Regions from separate parts of the Bombyx mori genome. Here region 2 is linked to region 1. A link is a contact called in public Hi-C data. All regions are on one chromosome and are shown on one strand. The core of a region is the stretch at or near the end of the contact, and the rest is flanking DNA. Distances in the headings are between cores, read along the strand shown. Region 1 has its middle 140 kb from the start of CPG14. Region 2 has its middle 51 kb from the start of CPG14.

Region 1 (3,868 bases), core at 371-2,870:
TTAGACATGTTAAAGCATTCCACCTTGGGTAAGGGGATGACCTATAAAATGATAAGGGCATATCCATACTAACTCTGACTTAACTAGTGCGTAATCAAACAAACGCCGCTTAATAAGTCCAAGTGGCTGACGTCGCGACACTGTCGTGGGATCCTCCCGACTCTCATACACCACACGTGAAGGTTACCAAACTAATACGAACAGTAAATGATACGTTTAAGTGCTTGTTATCTTGGAAATGTGTTTTCGAGAGTTCGGGGTGCGTATTAATTTTAATTTCACTTTCAGCAATGGTCGACGAACAGTACTGAGAGACCATCAAGAATATTATTGGTTTTCATTGTTCCACATTATGGATGCCTCACTGAGTGAAAAACTAATCAACCATTTTCTATCCCTTTCTATCTTGAGCAATCTTTTACGTTGAATTGATGAATCTATCATTCGATTATGTTAATTGTTGCATTATTTTATTATATTTACGATACCTCTCTGACTGGTCACCGGTCTTGATATTATCTCATATTTTCTTGATAGCCCTAAGCTACATATGATAGAGGACAAGACTACTTTTATTCTAAGCCTACAAAATTGACGATTACCTTTCCTTTTTGAAAAACAAAACTTCTAGAATGAGTAGACGTAACGAATTTTGAATGAACATCAATATTTGCCCAGCGCTATGATGTCTTTGTTCAAGCGAAGTATAAACAGAGTCCTTAGCTGATAGCCAGTGGCCTTGCTACGTGCCTTTATGGACAACGGTAACCACTTACGAGGTCATTACACCTCGCAGGGCACTCAAAGAACATCGGGCAATGTCTTCTAGCCTTATTATCGAATTGTAGTTGTTTGTATGTTAATTGATAAGCCTAATATTGTAAGTAGAATTACAGGGCGACATCGTGACCATTAATTAAGCCCCCAAAGATTAAAACATTTAAATCATATATATGCTGGAAGAATCTGATGCATAACCACTTACCTAAAATGCCTTAAACGCACATCTAAAACTAAACATGGACATATCTGGACATCAGCATCATTGCAATGACCTCGCTTCTCTTTTCCGGGTCAATAAAGTTCGACGTAACACTAGAATGACCATTAACATTGTCACTGCTAAAAAATATTCAATTAAGCTTCGTTAAATGAAACTAAAGCCACGTCAAATAAAGGGAAATCGATACTGGTTCGAAAATTGAAACTAAAAGAGTCCAGGTCACCGCGGTAATGGCCGCGCTTACTTTCCTATAACTACCCTTAATGTATAAGAAACATTCACGAGAGGAAGCGATTTGAATATTTTTTTAATTAGCCTTTAACATTTCGTTTTGTAGTTCTTAACTGTATAAAATAATGTAAAAATACTTCTTATTAAAGCAAAACAAATTACCATCGAACGACGGACTTGTATTTACTATACCGGAAAACCTATAGTTCACATACCTAACCCATAACATTCTAGATAGTAAAAGATTATCTTATCGCAACCTATAACGAAGGCGATTCAATAAAACATACACCGACAATTTATTGTTAATTATATACAATAAACGCTGCCGCTTATGACTCAGCTCTGTGCCGATAACGCCGCACCCCACTTTCGTGCACACGTCAGTCAGCGGACATCAATCACTGTTGGCGGTGACTGTACCACTCATATTTCAGGGACAATGTACAGGGACGCACTCGAACTTATTTTAAAGGGGACAAGTTTTATTTTTGCACTTTCACTCCGAGTCCGTAGATAAATTTGAGAAGCTATATTTATTTGTATATTATTCGTCCAAACCTGTGACTGATAAATTTAAAACAACGGAGAAATTAGTTATGTTTTCGTGTACGGGGTACAACACATATATATGTGTCGTATATTTCATTCCTTTCTCATGTGGAAAATATGAAAGTAAATAATTATATATGGATTTTTCCTTTGTGTTTATTATACATTGGCGTATAATAAAGCGTACTTTATATAATTCTTTAACGCCAAAGCCAATCGATCAACGGTCATTTGAATAAGGCTATAAACATTTAATATTACATTAAAAAACTGAAATTGAAAGATTTCGGAATTGACTTATTGATAGATTTAGTTTGTAATTAAGCAGGCAAGTACGAAGCCAGCTTGATTGTATATAGTTGGCATCGGAAGGATAATAACAGCAATGGCAAGGACATAGCCGACCCGTCGCCTACCGCTTCAAACCTTGTTTAAAAACGACGTGTGACAACAAGGAACAATTTGGATTGCTACTCTGTGGAAAGATACTTGACAAAAGTTATACCTTAAATGCCACTGTCGAAAACCATAGTAATTGTGGGTGGTAGAAATAAACTTTTCTCCGTTGGATGGTGGTCTGGTGGTAGAAAAGAGAAACGACATTCTAAAAAACAGAGACCCTAAAAATTCCGTGAGTTAATTAAAAGTACCCAACTAATTATTTAAAGTTTTCACATAATTAATTTATTTATTATAAAAAAAGAACACAATATTCCTAACCTAAAAGTACATGTTATTATCCGCAACATGCTTCGTCAGATTACAGAAATAAAGTTATCAGCAACATGCTTCGTCAAAAAGTACAATACTTACTTTCAGCTGCAAGCGTCGTCATATTATTTAAAGTTGAATTGAACTTTTAACTCAGTCGATAGGAGAGGCAAGTACTGCCCTTGAACAACAAGCGCATTTGAATATGACAGGAAATACTAATCAAATATGCTCTTTTTAAATCGAATTGAACTTAATTGAATCGTCAATCACATTAGTAGTTAATAGTTTAATGTACTTAACATTAAAAGAAAAATAATGTTTTTATTAAAGCTCTTTCACTATTTTCTTGCATGCAATGTAGTCGTAACATAATTGTAAGAACAGATGACACGCGAAAGCGACTGAGACAGCTGACTTGTGATTACGGACTCACGGAATATAAACAATAGAGCGAATCTTGATGCTTATCTTATCTCAGATTAAAGGGTCCGACCAAACAATTGCCGGAAACTATGACCTTTGAAACCATTGATGTCATTCCTCATCTTTTTTGTTATTGCCCTTGTAGGCAGACGAGCATACGGCCCACCTGATGGTGAGTGGTTACAGTCACCCATGGACTTCAGCAACGCCAGAGGCAAAGCCAAACCGCTGCCTACCATTAAGTACTCTCCACAAGCCTCGTTTGAAAGACATGGCAAAGTGTCACCCTAAACACGTCATTACGGATCCTCCCGATCCATTAATAGTGCTTTTAGGTACCACAAGCACCGGTCACCGTCCTCACCGAACCCGTCGCTTGCGACGAAGGGCTCGACGAGCGAATTAACCCAAAGACACAGCCCACTGAGTTTCTCACCGGATCTTCTCAGTGGGTCGCGTTTCCGATGCGGTGGTATATTCTGCGAAGCACTGCTCTGGCTAGGGCCAGTGTTAGTAACACTCCCGGTTTGAGCCCCGTGAGCTCGCCTACACGTCAAGGAGAAGCTAAAATAGCCTCTCAAGGCTATCAGCATAGGCAGGAGAAAAAAATCTATACACTAGATTCGGTGTAGCATTGCACAAAATACTCACTCTCATCCTCACTAGATGATCACACCCACAAAGTATTTGATTTATAGCTTCGTTACTATTTATTATTTTCTAATTACATCCGGCTAGTTGTGTGTGCAGCCGCTGCGTCTTCCAGAACTATCCTCTTGCACGCTGTCTTACGTGACCATCTGTGATATAAAACAGATTTAAGACGAAAAATTAAATATGTACAAGATGAACAAAAACATATCATTTTGCTTCGAGTACATGTGTATGTGTAATAATCGTGGTGATGCGAATAGGAGTCGGCAGGTATCATAATCCTTCCTAATT
Region 2 (3,819 bases), core at 170-2,669, 87 kb before region 1:
AGGCTGTTAGCTGTGATTTACCTATAATTAAGTGAGCACATGTCATGTTTTGATAATTTTGTACCCTATGTTTAAGCCAGTGTTTCATTTGTTGGTGATCCATTAAATAAATAAATAAATAGATAAAATCATTTTTTCTTACACTATTTTTAATTCAAATTTATTAAAATTTATTTAGTATACCCCAAAATATATTCGGATTACAATAAATTTTGAAATAACGTAATAATAAATAACAGATCGATGGCCACAATAATACCGCTCGTTTATAATCAGACACAAACACGAGCATTGACCATTTAGAATTTATAATAACAAGATAATATCTCCTAAGGGAATATGAAACGAACGGAGCGCACGAAGAATTATAAGGAAGCGTTGCACTAATGCAGATTGTTATATGAGGCCATCAAAAGTGGGCTAACCCACAGTTTTTTATATTCAAGCTTATATGACGTATATTGGAATTTATTTAAAATGTAGTAAATTTTGATGCAAAACCGGCCTATCCATAGTTTCACCCGTAGATAACAGATAGCTTTGTAAACATTATTTTTACGCGTATTGTTTTTTTACCTACTCAAATTCAAATTCATGAAAATTCAAACCTAATTGCCTTCATACGAACTATGGTAAGCTTATGCCATGTCCTTCTTTAAAAGAGGCTTGAAGAGAGTATTAAGCGGTAGGCAGCGGCTTGGCTCTGCCCCTGGCATTGCTGAAGTCCATGGGCGACGGTAACCACTCACCATCAGGTGGGCCGTATGCTCGTCTGCCTACAAGGGCAATAGAAAAAAAATGCCACTTTTGCGCTGACGGCCTCATATGGTTGGTTTTCTGTAATGTATTATGGATTTTTTCTTCGCAATTCATGGTAGCCACTAGCCTATTCAATGCCACATGAAACTCTAATTCAAGACACCCATAACATAGTCACGTCAGTCACATCAGTCACGTTCTTAACTATAGATGATGATATCAAATACTGTCGATGTCTTATACTACAGCAGTAGATGAACTGGTTTTCTTTTTTCCTACTAAGGGGCTATTCCAACTTCGTGCTGACCGGTATGTGAACTCACGGACTCAGAATTGCTAACAATAGCCCTAGCAAGAGCGGTGCTTCGCTAAATCTACTACCGGATCGAAGTGCGACCCACTTAGAAGATCCGGTGAGAAACTCGGTGAGTGAGATGAACTGTTTATGTGACGTGACACATTCTTTATGCATGCAAAAACATTTTTTTTTTAATTCATTTGAAACTGTTGAATAGAAAAGAAAGCATTATTAGAAGTGGTTCAATGATGATAATTCAGTGGATTGTCTGTCGTGCGTTCAAAATTAAAACCATAAATCAAGGAAATTAGATTTACGATTAGTCGGATTAGTGGAAAAGTGCATTGCGGTGCAGCCCGGCCAACAGCTAACTCTCATTCAGAACTGGGCAGTGCCATGTCAGAATTGATTTGTGATTGATACTGCTTTATATCAAAGCGATTGTTTCTGATCTTTTGTTTGAAAATACGTTACGCGATGTTTTATAATATAAGTTTTTATTTATTTATTTTTATTGCATAGATGGGCGAACGAGCTGACAGCCTACCTGATGTTAAGTGGTACCATATACATATACCATATACATATATAACGTAAATGCCTGAGAAATGTAAATGAAACGTAAATGAGTTTAAACCGAAACGTATTACTGCTTCATGGCAGTAATAGGCGGGGTGGTGGTACCTACCTGTGCGGATCCACAAGACGTCGTACCAGCAGTAAAAAGAAGAAGAATTAGTATTACGTTTTGTGTTAATAGAACGGAGAGTCTGGCATGATTTTTAAGTATAAGCGAATGTGAATTAATAAATCTTCCTTTAATTAACATAACTCTCCCGACTATCACAGATCCAAATTTTTGCAGTGTCACGGTTGGCGTATAAGGACGTATAGCCCGATCGCTTAACGTCATTGGAAATGTCATCAGCAAAATTACCTTTTTTATTATTGCTTAGAGGGGTGGACGAGCTCACAGCCCACCTGGTGTTAAGTAGTTACTGGAGCCCATAGACATCTACAACGTAAATGCACCACCCACCTTGAGATGTAAGCTCTAAGGTCTCAAGTATAGATACAACGGCTGCCCCGCCCTTCAAACCGAAACGCATTACTGCTTCACGACAGAAATAGGCAGGGCGGTGGTGGTACCTACCCGTACGGACTCACTAGAGGTCCTACCACTAGTAATTACCTATGCCTGCCTAATCCTACGTACTCCTACATATCTTTCTAATAACAATATATGGTATCTATAAAGATAGAACGTCTATTTTTGTAATATACCCGAAAATGCTCAATGTAATGCCCCAAACTTATTGGTAGCGATGCCCGACAAACATAACTTAAAAATGTTTTTCATGTTGAGCGACAAAATACGAATTTATATTTTAGTAATCGCCAAGGAATCGAAGTATTGAAATACTTTTATGAAACACTTTCAAATAACTAGTTGAGTATAGTAAATATATACCTAGCTTCAGTTACTCTTATGCATCACTCCCACCGCAACGATTCACATAATATTAAACCTCATTAAAAGTCAACTTTTTTGGCAATCAATACTAATTCTTAACCGCTTACGATAAAGTTTAAATACCTACGCTAGTTCTATAGGTATATTTCACACAATGCCTTAAGCGATATAACAGTTTTTTTGTTCACAAGTAAAGATGGATTGGTGGCTGTAATTGTGGGTTCAGACGACGTATGGATGATTAGAACCGAAAATTATTGTTTGTAGGCGTTATGATAATAAATAGACGATTTAGATAACATTATTTATGGTTAATTATCGTTATGTTCCGTTTTGTACAATATTACAAGCACACACATTGTTATGTAGTTTAGTGGAATCGCACCTTTGTAGTTGACCTTTTCAACAAGCAGAACAGATAATTGTTTACTGCAGAATATGCCTCGAATTAAAAATCTTTCGTACAAGCTTTTTATTCAACTGTCGCACAAAGAGGGAGAGGAAAGAGGGAGGTTTTTATAGTACTACGTGTATATAAATTAAGGTCATTCCGAGGAATAGGCTACCTGACCACAGAAAAGCATTTTAATTTATTTAAAAATCTTTAATTTAAATTTAATTTTAATTTGTGAGTCGTTATGGCCTAAAGGATAAGACGTCCGATGCATTCGTGATGAGCGATGCACCGGTGTTCGAATCCCAGGCGGGTAAAAATTTTCTAATGAAACACGTACTCAACAAATGACTTTCACAGTGAAGGAATAACATCGTGTAATAAAAATCAAACCCGCAAAATTATAATTTGCGTAATTACACCTCTTGTGAGTCCGCGCGGGTAGGTACCACCACCCTACCTATTTCTGCCCTGAAGCAGGAATGCGTTTCGGTTTGAAAGGTGGGGCAGTCGCTTCGTCGCAAGCGACGGGTTCGGCGAGGACGGTGACCGGTGCTTAAGGTACCTAAAAGCACCGTTAGTAGATCGGGAGGATCCGCAATGACGTGTTTAGGGCTATTTTTAATAAACACCCATTCTATATTGCCAGTTTGACTAAGTCAATAGGAAGATTTTTGTTTGTTTCATCACAATTACACATCAACGGTAATTTGTCATGGTCATTGTGAGTCTACACGGCTTGCATCATCCTGTTAGACTTTCAATGGGCTCCTGCGTCTGCAGTCATAAAAAACGATTTAACGCTTTCAAAATTCAAACCCTACAATCACAATAACTCATTTCACAACACTATTTCTGTATTCTGAATGAACTATAAATATCTCTTATCTATCA

What was found. A called contact is a pair of places that touch in the nucleus more often than the background predicts.
Region 2: a Hi-C map of whole pupa shows a contact between it and region 1, with 1.9 times the contacts expected there. The contact joins two enhancer-like sites. A contact is called at or near these places in 2 of 7 Hi-C or Micro-C datasets (midgut and whole pupa).

What each region holds. Positions count from the first base shown.
Region 1 is chr10:1,167,398-1,171,265 of ASM3026992v2, reverse strand. No RefSeq gene overlaps it. Among protein-coding and RNA genes, the nearest start is that of CPG14, 140 kb to the left of the region's middle. Within about 2 kb of position 1,620, at least 7 of the 8 cell types and tissues checked have open chromatin away from gene starts, as enhancers often do.
Region 2 is chr10:1,253,836-1,257,654 of ASM3026992v2, reverse strand. No RefSeq gene overlaps it. Among protein-coding and RNA genes, the nearest start is that of CPG14, 51 kb to the left of the region's middle. Within about 2 kb of position 1,419, at least 1 of the 8 cell types and tissues checked has open chromatin away from gene starts, as enhancers often do.